Linked DNA regions of Hordeum vulgare: region 2 is linked to region 1. Evidence: chromatin contacts called from public Hi-C data. All regions are on one chromosome and are shown on one strand. Each heading gives the region's core, a stretch centred on a gene start, on an enhancer-like site or on the middle of the called end of the contact. The rest is flanking DNA. Distances are from core to core; before and after follow the strand shown. Region 1 has its middle 180 kb from the start of LOC123398902. Region 2 has its middle 140 kb from the start of LOC123395838.

Region 1 (6,275 bases), core at 2,155-4,654:
AATGTTCGAACTGTTATATTTTTGTTCACTTCTAAAGAAAGTACTGCCGTTTTCAAATTTTGTTCATAAATTCCACAAAAAGAAGAAGTTCAAAATTGGTTCATTTCATATCAAAAATATTCGGTAATTCAGAAACAAATGTTCATTTCTGAAGAGCATTTGTTCGCACATTTTAAAATATTTGTGCATTAATTTTGTTTGGAAGTTTCAAAATGTGTTCGTGTTTCTAACTTTTGTTCTGGAATTTCAAAAAAATGTTTCTGTTAAAAAATGGTCATTATTTGCAAAAAAAAGTTTCTGATTTTTGAAAATGTTTTGTTTTTTATTTTTGTATACAATTGAAACCTTGTTCATAAATTCCAAAACTTGTTCAATTTTTTCACCAATTCAAAAAACGTTCGGGAGTTTTAAAAAATGTTTCCACTTTAATAATGTTTGAAAACGTTAACAAATTTCAGAAACTTCATGTTACCGAATTATTTTTAAATTTTTTGCCACTTTCAAATTATCTGCACAAATAAGAGTGAAAATTTATCGAAAATTCAAGTAATGTTCTGAAATTCCAAAAATTATTCTAGCTTTCCAAATTTGTTCACAAGTTCCAAATATGTTCATGTTTTCAAAATATGTTCGTTAATTCAAAAATAATTCAGGTTTTGTAAAATTTGTTCACAATTTAAAGAAAGTTCCTATATATCCGAAAATATTCGGGACATTTTAGAAATTGTTTGTAATTTAAAATAATGTACTCGTTTGATATTTGTAATGTGAAAATTTTCACAGATTTTTCAAAATGTGTTTGGTATTTCGAAAAATGCTCCTGATTTGAAAAATATTTCACAGCTGTTTTAAAAAATGTTCATGTTCCCATTTCTAGAAGAGTTTAAAAATCATTCACATTTCATAAATTGTTCGCAAATTTAAAAAAAATCATGTTTTCAAATTTTTTTGATATTTTCAAAAAATGTTCTGAATGTTATTTAAAAATTATTAGACACTTTAACCAAAATTCATATTTTCAAAAATTATTCTGGATTTCATTTTTTTTTCATATTCAATTATTTCACCAATTAGAAAAAGTTCGCATTTCAAAAAAAATTCGAGTTTTGGAAAATGTTCTAAAAGTTTTAAAGACGTTCGCATTTAAGAATTTTTCAAAATTCCAAAAGATCTGCAATTTACGCTGTTGTTGTTAGTTATATATAAAGCTCGTGCTATGTATTTGTTAACAACACTTAGTAGTTGAACTGGCGAGCCAGTTGAATGCACAAACACGAGATCTGCAATCTGAATACCTTTTTTTCAGCATTTTCCTCCCGAACGCTAACTCCGGTTCAGCCCCAATGGGCTGGCCCAGTCGGGCGCGTCCTGTACGAAGCGACATCACAAGGCGGTAAATAGGAGCTCGAATCTATGGGTGAGACGACGAAATCACTAGTTAGCGAGTACATCTTTCAACAATTACTCCCATTTTCATAGGTTGCGACAAATGACGCATTGCATGCGTGCCACTTATCGCAAGGAGGGAGTTTTTTTCTTTTTTCGTAGATCTATATTTTTAAAACGTTTTATCTCTTAAACCGTGCGTACAAATCTCGAACCGTTTTCACCATGGGCTTTCTCGCGTCGAGATCTTCAGAACTAGATTCCATGTTGATAGATTTTGACGAACTTTTTTTCACGAAAAAAACCGGAAGAAAAAAATTGAACGAAAAAACCGTGTCTCATGCGATAGAAAAAAAAACATAAAACACGTTTTCCCCTTTGCGAGAGGTACGGGTCGTGCATTTCACAAAGACAAAACCGTGTCTCTCGTGAAAGCAAACCCGTGCCTCTCACGGAAAAAAAAAGAGTAGAAAACGTGTTTTTTTTCCTTTTCAGGAGAGGCACGGGCGTGCCTGTCACGAAGGTAAAACCCTGCCTTTCGCGGAAATAAAACCGTGCCTCTCGCAAAAAAAAACAGAAAACACGTTTTTCTCCTTTCGGGAGAGGTACGGGCGTGCCTTTTGCGAAAGCAAAACTGTGCCTTTCGCGTAAGCAAAACCGTGCCTTGCGCGGGAAAGAAAACAGAAAGCAATTTTTTTTTCCTTTCCGAGAGGCACATGTCTCTTGCGAATGCAAAACTGTGCCTTTCGCGGAAGCAAAACCGTCCCTCTCACAACAAAAACAGAAAACGTGTTTTTTTTTCTCTTTCCGAAAGGCACGGCCGTGCCTCTCGCGGAAGCAAAGCCGTCCCTCTCGCAAAACAAAGAGAAAACATGTTTTTTCCGTAAAAAGAAACAGAAAACGCGGTTTTTTTGCGAAAAAAATTAAATGTTTTTTTCGTCCAAAAATTACGATAGACCGGTGAAAAACCGAAACACCTAAAAAACCACTCTAAAAACCAAAAACACATGCGAAAAAGAAAAAAGCAAAATACGAAGGAAATGTTCAGAGCGTGACACGTGGCGGCGGCTGAGAACGTGCCAAGTGACAGCACGCGAGGGTTATCGTTGGGAGGCTCCCAAAGGAGTGCTCGGTAACAAGTTGCTCGAGACGGAAACCATTATTTGGAGAGTGAGGCGCCCCAGTCAGGGCAGCACCCTGTTGGACCGGCCATGCGCGGGAGGGTGCTCCCTGTTTTTTTGTTTTTGTTTTAGATTTCATTTTTCCATTTTTATTTTCTGTTTTTGTTTCATTCCATGTTAAAAAAACCGGGATTATAACAAGTTCAAAAAATTGAAAAACATTGTGAATTGTTAAAAACAGTTCTTGAATAAAAAACTTTCCGCCATTTCAGAAAATGAACATTTGTTATAATATTCATGAACATTTTTATTTTGGTGAAATTGTTTCGAGCACTTTTCAATACATATGAAAAATTAGTTCTATTTTATGAATAAACTATGAATTCGATGAATATGTTTTCAACATGATGAGTAAAATTTGAATTCAATTTTTTTTTGAAAAATGATGAAAAAATATTTAGTTCAGTGAACAACTTTTGAATTTTGTGATTTTTTTGTATATTGCAAACAAAAATAGATTTTCATGAAAATCTTGTAGTTTCATGAATAAATGTTGAATTATGAATTATATTTAAATCCTATGACATTTTTTACATGGTTGAACATTTTTGAATTTGATGAACAAAAGTTCATGAATTTGAAAAGAAAAAATCGCAAAAAATGAAAAAATTGAAGAGGAAAGAAATAGAAAAAGGAAAATGAAAAAAAGGAAAAGGGAAAAGGAAATAAAAACGAAAGGGAAAAAAGAAAAGAAAAAAGGAAAAATAAAGAGAAATAAAAAATAGAAAAGTAAAGAAAAAGAAAAAATATTAAACAGGTAGAGAAAACAAAAATAACCTGCTGGGGGATAAACCGCAAAATAGGCTGGCCCATACACTGGATCAGGAGCTCGGACGTGCATGCTATCTCGCTTGCGAGTGACCTATGCGTTGTATATGAGCTATCGGGTCACACATAGCCCTCGCAGTCCCCATTCGCCTACATCTTAAAGCCACGGTATCAACCTCTTCTCCCGCCTTTCCTTCTCTCCTCGTCTCAATCATGCCCCTCAAGTACCTTTTTTCCTTTCGGTCTAGTGTGATTGAGCTAGTCGTAAACTATTTCCGTATTATACTTTTTTTGCGCACGATTCGTTGGCTATGATTTGTTGGCAGTTCATAATTTTAGTTTGGCACGTGTCTTGCTATACGGGTGATCTTGTTTTTTTTTCTTTCTAAACTAAGTTAGTTGTGACATAAAGGTACTGTTTTATGCTTTATAACAACTACAGTAGCAACTTTAGGATTGATTTCACCCATTATTGGTTCAATTCGTTTAGTGCAGCAGTAGGCAATCTTTTCTGCAATTAATTATACTACGAATCTACCATACAATCTCCTCTTTCTTTTTTATTCACTTCATAACTAGATACTACGCTACATGAGAAAAGGAACTTATCTCCAATTGGTATGTCCTCCTGATGGCCATAAAAAACTTGAACAAGTCCCTCAATTTATGGATGAGAAAGTTGTAACAGATATTAGGCCCTGTTTGAAATCACAATAGATTATAATAATCTTGATTATGAAGATAGATTATATAATCTGGTTTATAAAAATAATCTAGATGGACATGTTTGGAGGCCAGATTATATAAACTGTAATCCAGGTTTTATATTGTACAATGACATGTCTGTCCTTTGTTTTTTAGCTGCAGAGGTAATAATCTAGGTGGGCATGTTTGGAGGATGGTGGCAGTGGCACTAGGTAATTATCTCCAAGTTTTCAAGGGTAATGGGTCATTAGTAATCCATAATCTGATTTTAGCTGGGGTAGAGTAGATTATTAGTTTTTAATAATCTGACCATCTAATTTTTATAAACTGCAATATAACTTGTCCTGTTTGGAGACATAATAAATTATAAAAATCGGATTATATAATCTGAGTGGTTCCAAACAGGGCCTTAATAAACCTACACACGAGTTAGTTTCTTTAGAGAGAGCTCCTAATTACCATCTTGATTCTTGCTAGGTATGGCCAGTGTAGGCCAAATATAGAATTGTTTGATCGATGTATTGTATGTTACACTTTGCATTTATTAATAAAAGCAATGCTTATACTATACCTCCTTCTTGCATACAAGTAATGTATAAAACTGTAGATACAAGTAATGTATATATCTATTCTATATTGTTTGTAGCAATGTAGATGCGAACCGTAGTTGGAATTGCTAATGAGTCACTCCATGTGTCCCATAATATATGAGCGTGTTTCACTCTAATGTAGTGTCAAAAACACTTTTATATTATAGAACGAAGGGAGTATTTAGCAAAGCAGAGAAGGCAAAGAATACGTCTAAAAGGATGATGTTCTCACATCGTGTGCAGTCTTTAGGGAGGACCGTCTAGAAAGAGAGAACAAGCATCTTTGAGGCATTGAGCTTGTTGTGCAGGTAATCTGGCCTTCTCTTATAAATTGGAGTCTGGGTGTATGGGGTTGTGCTGATATGTTGATGTCTATGGTTTTTGGCTGAGAAATGGGGAGTGGACTTTGATGGCATAATGCAATCAGTTAAGGCTGACTTGGTAAGTTTAATACATCTTAATTGTAGGATCACAACAATGGAACTATTAAGTAAAGTGTCTTTTGTGTATGATACATAGTCCACATCCCATTCTCAAGGCGAATTTGGAAGGGACGAGGTGATGTGCATCATCACGAAACTAAAAAGATTAGTTCATTGTTGTCGTGCGTGCAAGCCTCGCAATTCTCCTCCTTGCTCCTCCATTTTTGTTTTCTACTTGCATATGTATTAGAACATTCACGCAATATCAAGAAAAAACTTGTGTATGCAAATAAGTTAGGTGCAATTCCTGGAGAAAAAAGTTGGGTGCAGGATTTTGTTGTCGCCGGATCAGAGAGAGAGAGAACTTGCGAGAGAGACGAACGTGGGAGAGACGAGTAGTTTTTGGTGCTGCCGTAACTGCGCAGCGTTTTCTACTCTTTGCTTGATCTTTTATCTGTTACAAACAAGAAAACTACCAACTACCCCGGCTAGCTCGCTGTGATCCGGATTTGCCGCGCCATCCCATGACCTCCAGATGCACAAACACGCCACGCTGACCGGGTTAAGAATAACAGAAAGAATCGAAAGAGAGATCATGCATGCACCACGTCTCCATCTACTACATGCATGCTCCATGGAAGTGTCACATCAGCAGTCATGCAATATTTATTGTAAGCAGAAAACTAGCCTAATGACCTGAGCTTAGCATGTCTAACATTTCTCCCCCTAAGCTCAACGTCCTTTGCTGACCTCCTTCACTCCAAGCATCTATGGTAGCTCGATGAACTTCACCCGACCCAGTGCCTTCGTCAACACATCAGCAACCTGATCATTTGTGCCAACATGATCGATTTGCACCTCCTTCTTTTCAACATAATCTCGGATAAAGTGGAACTTGACATCAATATGTTTGCCGCGGTCGTGATGAACGGGATTCTTCGCAAGTGCAATAGCAGACTTGTTGTCCATTAGAAGCTTGAAAGTGTTGGCTTCTTCCCCTCTCATTTCTGCGAGAAGACGACTCAGCCAGAGACCTCGACATGTTGTCACCGCCACTGCTACGTACTCCGCCTCACAAGAACTGATAGCCACAATCTTTTGCTTCTAAGAGGTCCATGACACAGTGTTCTCACCAAGAAAGAAGATCTGACCCGAGGTGCTCTTACGATCTCCGACGTCTCAGGCGTGATCACTGTCACTGAATTCGTCAAGTTGAGTCTTGC
Region 2 (6,275 bases), core at 1,124-3,623, 550 kb before region 1:
TTCTGGTTACTACTTGATAGTTCAATGCATAATGCTTATGGCTTAGAACTAAGGCTTCAAAAACGTCACACAGCTTATGAGATGTTCCAAGAACTGGAATTGGAATTCCAGGCTCATTCCCGTGTTGAGAGGTATGAGACCCCGACAAGTTCTTTGCGTGCAAGATGGAGGAGAATAGCTCAATCGGTGAGCATGTGCTCAGATTGTCTAGGTGCTACAATCGCTTGAATCAAGTGGGAGTTAATCTCCCACATAAGATAGTGATTGAGAGAGTTCTCCAAGTCAGTGTCACCAAGCTACTTGAGCTTTGTGATGAATTATAACATGCATGGGATCGGGATGATGATCCTTGAGCTATTCGCGATGTTCTCCAAGTCACTACCACCAAGCTACTAAAGCTTTATGATGAACTTGTATATTATACCTTCATCTATTTATGTATTTTTTCAAGATCTTTTAAAATATCAAAATATGAATTTTCATCAAATTTGAATTTTGCATTTGGATGCTTTCATGGAGTTCGGCCTTCAAAAGCAATTTCTGAGTGAAGGCTAACTATATTTATAACTAAGAGAAACTCCAACGCAGCGACCCAAATCGTCGGCCCGCATCTGTTTGGGTCGGCGCGGACCAAAGTGGGGACCCAACGCATCGACCCAAATTCAAAATGAGTGTGCTTCGTGTTTGCGCACACCTATTTCTGACACAAATTTGGGTCACATTCGGATCGTAGGCGGACGCAAAATGGATGTTTTCTATGTGTGCATCGTGTACATGTGTCCAACGTGACTCTCTTGTCACCCACCCGTCCATCCATCCCTCTTTATTTATTTAATTTGAGACCCAACCTCATTGGCCTCTCTCCTATTCCCTCCGTCCTAAAATAAGTGTCATTTACTTGGTGTAACGATTGTATTAGTTTAGTTATAAATTTGCGACACTTGTTTTGTGACGAATGAAGTACTTCCTCCGTCACGGTTTAGAAGACACAATTAAATTTACGTGCATTTCCACAATAGACAAGGTTTAAGGCGCATTGCATTTATTCCTAGCAGCTAATTAGTACTCCGTTGTACTATTTCTATATGCATGCGCAGTGTGAATGCTATTTTTTAACCCATCTCACAACCAATCAATAAACACCTACTCCCTCCGTTTCAAAATATAAGACATTTTAGAGATTTCACTAAAAGACTACATACAAACCGAAATAAGTGAATATACACTCTAAAATATGTCTATATACATCCGTATGTAGTTTATAGTGTAATCTCTAAAAGATCTTATATTTAGGAACGAGGAACGAAGGGAGTAGGTTATAGAGAATTTCCAAACACGTTTTTTTAACAGGAAGTATTATTTTATTGTGACAGTGATGTCGTCTATTTGCTTCCTGTTGTGTGTATTGGTTGATTTATTTAAAAAAAAAAATACATACAGACGAACGACCGACCTAAATAGATAAAAATCGGATCCACGTGTTGGAGTTGCCCTAAACAAGGAGATCACTTGGGCACGACAACAAAACCGGGCATGTGCAGGGTGCGATTTCCTTGGCAATTCCAGAGCAGTGCACTAACCAAGTGTCATTACGCCCTCGAAATCGGAACGAGATATCAAAGCGCGGCCGTACGTTTTGTCCACAAAAAAGTGGCGCCACTGTAGCAAATCTCAGCGTGCATGGTAATCATTACGCGGGCAGCGAGCGAGTTGTAATAAAATGTAAACAAACAAGTCGCCAGTGAACGGTCATCCATCACATTATTATTGCCCCGCCCACGAGCAACATACCGAGTGCCGCCAACAGTATCCTGTCAATTAGTGTCTGCTTTCGTATTTTATCCTTCGGATCTTTCAGTGCCCAAATCTTCCGAATAAGTTCCCAGACGGAGAAGAAAAGATAGACATATAGAGGGGGATCATGTGCGAGAGTAGTACTACTACCTTTGTTTCAGTGCTGATCGTGGGTAAGTGTACTTAACCCTGAGTGAGATTCTATTGCGTGGCCAGGAGTACTGCTAATTACTCCCTCCGTTGGGGTTTATTAGGCTCTTTGTATTTTAGACTAAACTTTAACCCTATGTATCACTAACAGTGTATGATTTATATGCCACCAAAATTATATCGTCGGATTCTTATTTCAAAATGGATTACCATGATGTTTTTTGACCAGAACGTCAATTTATTTACCACGGTAAGAATAGCTCAAAAAATATATTACCACGGTAAGAGAGTGGTGAGGAGGAGTAGGAGTACTACAACAACAAAAGCAGCAGCAGTAGTAGGCCGACCGGTAATTATTTAGTCGTGCACGAACAGGGGCCGTAGCAGATTTCGGTGCCCCACAGACGCGCACGCTTCTCGATGCATGGCATAAAGACATCCCGCCTTGTCTCCATTCGTTCCTCCATATCATTGCTAGCCTACCCTGCACGTATACTCCCACGCTCATACCACCACCACAAAAATACAGAACTTCCGTGTAATTACCGGCCGCTGTACAACACTGTTTTTTGTTTCGGGCGTGCCGGTGGCGGACTACACTGTTCACTGTTTCGCTGCTGCATGCTGCTAGTAATTTCCTCAACAGTATGATCAACTATTCGAGGCAGAGAAATTACAAAGTCGGATACAGTATCTGTATTGTTTATATGGTACAATGAGGGTAAGGGAGATCGGGCGACGGATCGACGGTGAGAGATACGGCTACCAGTGACATGTCGACGTACGGGAGCACGCATGTGTTTCCTCCCGGGGGGTTCATGATTAGTCGATCGCATGCTTGGATTCGCCCCGGCACACTTGTCACCGGCCTATCAGCTGTCAACAAGTCACGGATCGATGCGCCCCTCCCCTGGAAAGCTCCCGCCCGTGCCTCCCTTCCAGCAACCATGCTGCTACTATGCTATGCTATTGCTATGGCGCCGATCGGACCGAGACAAATCTACGCAGCAGGAACAGCTGCATGGGCTGCGCACTGACCGGTCAAATCCGGGCACCTTTTATGGGATGAAGGAAAGTGCTGGAGAGTGGAGATGGAGCGGCTCCTCGTTTTTCTTTGGGGGAGAGATGCACATCTATATACTCCCTCCGTTCCTAAATATGTCTTTCTAAAGTTTGTACTACTGGACTACATACTTTAGAGTGTATATTCACTTATTTTGCTTCGTATGTAGTCACGTAGCAAAATCCCTTAAAAGACTTATATTTAGGAACGGAGGGAGTATTTATGTAGATGGAGTAAAAGAAAATTGAGTGTCTGACATTTTTTTTCCTTTGTTAATATGGGTAACAAGAAGGGCCTACGCAAACATATAATTACGGCTGAGGGCGTGCATAATTGTGTGCGCGTGCGTGCGTGCGTGCGTGTGCATGCATGCACGAACGAAGGAAGGACGAGGTGAGCGTACTAAAACTCGATCCATGTCTCGCAACGCAATGCATGGGCAGACAGAAGGAAAGGCGTGCTGTCCGTACGAGCTGGTCTACGCGCCAAAAGGCTAGCCGGGGCGATGTGCGCGCGCGCACTCGATCGGTTTGCTTGCTGCGGTCGCGGTACGTGAAACAACGTCGACCTGATTAGGACAAGACGATAGCAAAGCCAGATGAGATGCTATAGATGCTCAAGATCCAGTCCAATCCCGGGCCGTCTTATCCAAAAAGGGACTACTACACATCTTCTCCCACCCATGTGAGCGCGAACGAACCTGGCAACGTAGCGCTCTAGTAGGAAAAAACCGGCGGAAACGCGCGCGCGGTGCGATGACCCCGCCCGACGTGCGAGTGGGATCCGATGCTGCCCCTCGCGCGGTCGTTTAGAGCATTACAAGCGGGCCCTCATTACCCACTCCAACGCAAGGGCACATAGTTGGATCATTGATAGATCACGGAATTTTGATCCAATCATCCGTTTAAATCGACTATAAAGGCCGGTTTAACCGACATCCATTATATACAGCTTAGATATGGAACGGATACAAGCGAGCCCGGACGCGTCCGAGCACGTGTCTCACATTGTACCCGACATTTTGACCCCAATGCAAATTACATCAAATCCACCCCGCACAACTGTCGGATCCATTTAATGTTTTCCTCTCTTTTTCCTCCTCGCAGCTCCGCCGCCGCACGCGCTCCGCCGTCATTCGTAGCATGTGCTCTGCCAGCTCCTTGAGAGGATTCTTTTGTCCCGTCCTCGCCGTGGAGGACGTCGTTGTCGGTCCGAAAGACACCAAGAGTGGCAATTCTCTCGCTCCGCCTTACGCTAGATGTGTTCGACACAATGCCTGACTGGATTTTTTGGTCAAATTCTTAGGGGAAATGGAGGATTCCGACTCTTCGTCCGACGAGTAGTATGGACCGACAAAGATTGATCAACTCATTGAAGATGAGTTCTTCGATTCACCGGATTCAGACCAAAAAGTGAACATAATCATGCTCATGACCATACAAGAGGAAATGTACCGGCAAGTGAAGCATATTCTTAATTTCAAGGGCTCAATCGGCTCAATCAAAGGAGAAGAGTGATCAATTGACATATGGTATTCGGAACAAAGCTACTGTAGAAGGATTACTTTGCTCCGAACCCTACTTTTCCGGATGATCCATGGTTTTGTAGTCATTTTTGCATGTGAAAAACAGTGTTTTTGTGCATTGTGGACGCTACGGAGGCACACGACGACTACTTCAAGCTGACAAGAGATTGGAGTAGTAAACTCTCTTTCTTTGCCAAGCAGAAGTGCACGGCTGCTGTGAGAATGCTTGTACTTGGTATTGCGATAGATGTCGTTGATGAGATGGTTAGGATGCGGGAGAACACATCCCTGAAGACTACTGTCAAGTTTGCCCGTCTTGTGGTTGAGGTGTTTGGACGTGAATATCCGAGAGAACCAAATGTGCAGGCCACAAAAAACTTGTTGGCAGTGGAAGAACTGTCCCAAAGGTTTGCGAGGAATGTATCAAGGTCACACGAGAGAGGCTGTCATCATACTAGAAACGGTGTCATCACATGACTTATGGAATTGGCATGCTTCCTTTGAAATGCTGGGTTTTCACAACGACATCAACGTGTTTCAATGATCTCCGGTGTTCAAGAGGCTTTGCAACGGAAAATCACCTCCGTGCAACTACATGGTCAACGGCCGAGACTAAAAGATGTGATATTATCTCGTCGGTGGCATATATCGTGAGTGGGTTGCATTTGTGAAGACCATATACGACATGGAACACTACTTATGTTCGGTACTAATATTTGTTATTTTACGGGTGACATTTAGTTTTTGTGATCAACGTGCATGATTTTATATGAATATGATAGTCTGGATATGGGATACGTGGATAGAGAGAGTAAAATATAAGGGGCCATCCGAATGTGTCCACGATATAACTGGCCATGGGCAGCCCGGGCGGCCCGATCCGACCCGATCTGAAAATTCCAGGCCGAGAGAGACCTAAACTTGCCATCGGGCCGGGCTCGGGCCTAAAATTTAAGCCCAATGATCGGGCCAGACCGGGCTTGGGCTTAAGCAATATCGATTTTAAGCCATGATCGGACCGGGCCGGTTGGGCCCAATCGGGTTTTTTGGGGCTTAGGCTGGGTTTGGGTCCAATATTCAGGACCGATGAATTCTGGTCTGGGTTTTCAGCACCGGGCCTTTTTTGATCCGGTCCGAAACCCAACTCGACTCGAAGAATGCTCAGGTATATTTGAGGGACATATAGGGGCCGAATTTGTTCAATACGGTTATAGATCCTCTTAATCACTTCGTGTCCATGCTCAGGATAGCCGCAGCTAATCCAGATGCGCTTTGCCTTACTGGAGTATATAATAAAAGAGGAAACAAAAATGGAAGTCCCGGCCGGCCATACCCAAAAAATGCTACACTTACGTAAAATTCCTACGTAATATTACTTAACTTCCCTAAATAATCTCTCCTCCCCTTCTGATTTCAAATGGATGGGGCCCTTTCCTAATTAACCCCCATTAAAAGATGACACCTAAACAATTACGATTAGTTTAAGTAGCTACCCTACTTAGGTGTAGCATTGCTGGGCCATACCCCCTCCCTTCGTCTTGTCACTGTCGCCCCCTCCACTTTCTCCGCGAAACCCTCCTCCCCCGAGACCACCAAGGTGGCCAAGTACCCAAATCCAAGCCACTTTGGCAAAGTCCACAGTAGGGGATCCGTCACACAAAGTGCACGTACGTTCGAGGCAGGCAGTGGGCACCAGCAAGCAAAGCACGCAGCGAAAATCACGTACCGCTAGCTGCGCCCGCA

Evidence for each region. A called contact is a pair of places that touch in the nucleus more often than the background predicts.
Region 2: a Hi-C map of an unstated tissue shows a contact between it and region 1, with 10 times the contacts expected there. The contact joins two enhancer-like sites. A contact is called at or near these places in 3 of 6 Hi-C or Micro-C datasets (leaf, seedling and an unstated tissue).

The regions. Positions count from the first base shown.
Region 1 is chr5H:466,606,265-466,612,539 of MorexV3_pseudomolecules_assembly, reverse strand. No RefSeq gene overlaps it. Among protein-coding and RNA genes, the nearest start is that of LOC123398902, 180 kb to the right of the region's middle. Within about 2 kb of position 3,404, at least 2 of the 3 cell types and tissues checked have open chromatin away from gene starts, as enhancers often do.
Region 2 is chr5H:467,157,554-467,163,828 of MorexV3_pseudomolecules_assembly, reverse strand. No RefSeq gene overlaps it. Among protein-coding and RNA genes, the nearest start is that of LOC123395838, 140 kb to the left of the region's middle. Within about 2 kb of position 2,373, at least 1 of the 3 cell types and tissues checked has open chromatin away from gene starts, as enhancers often do.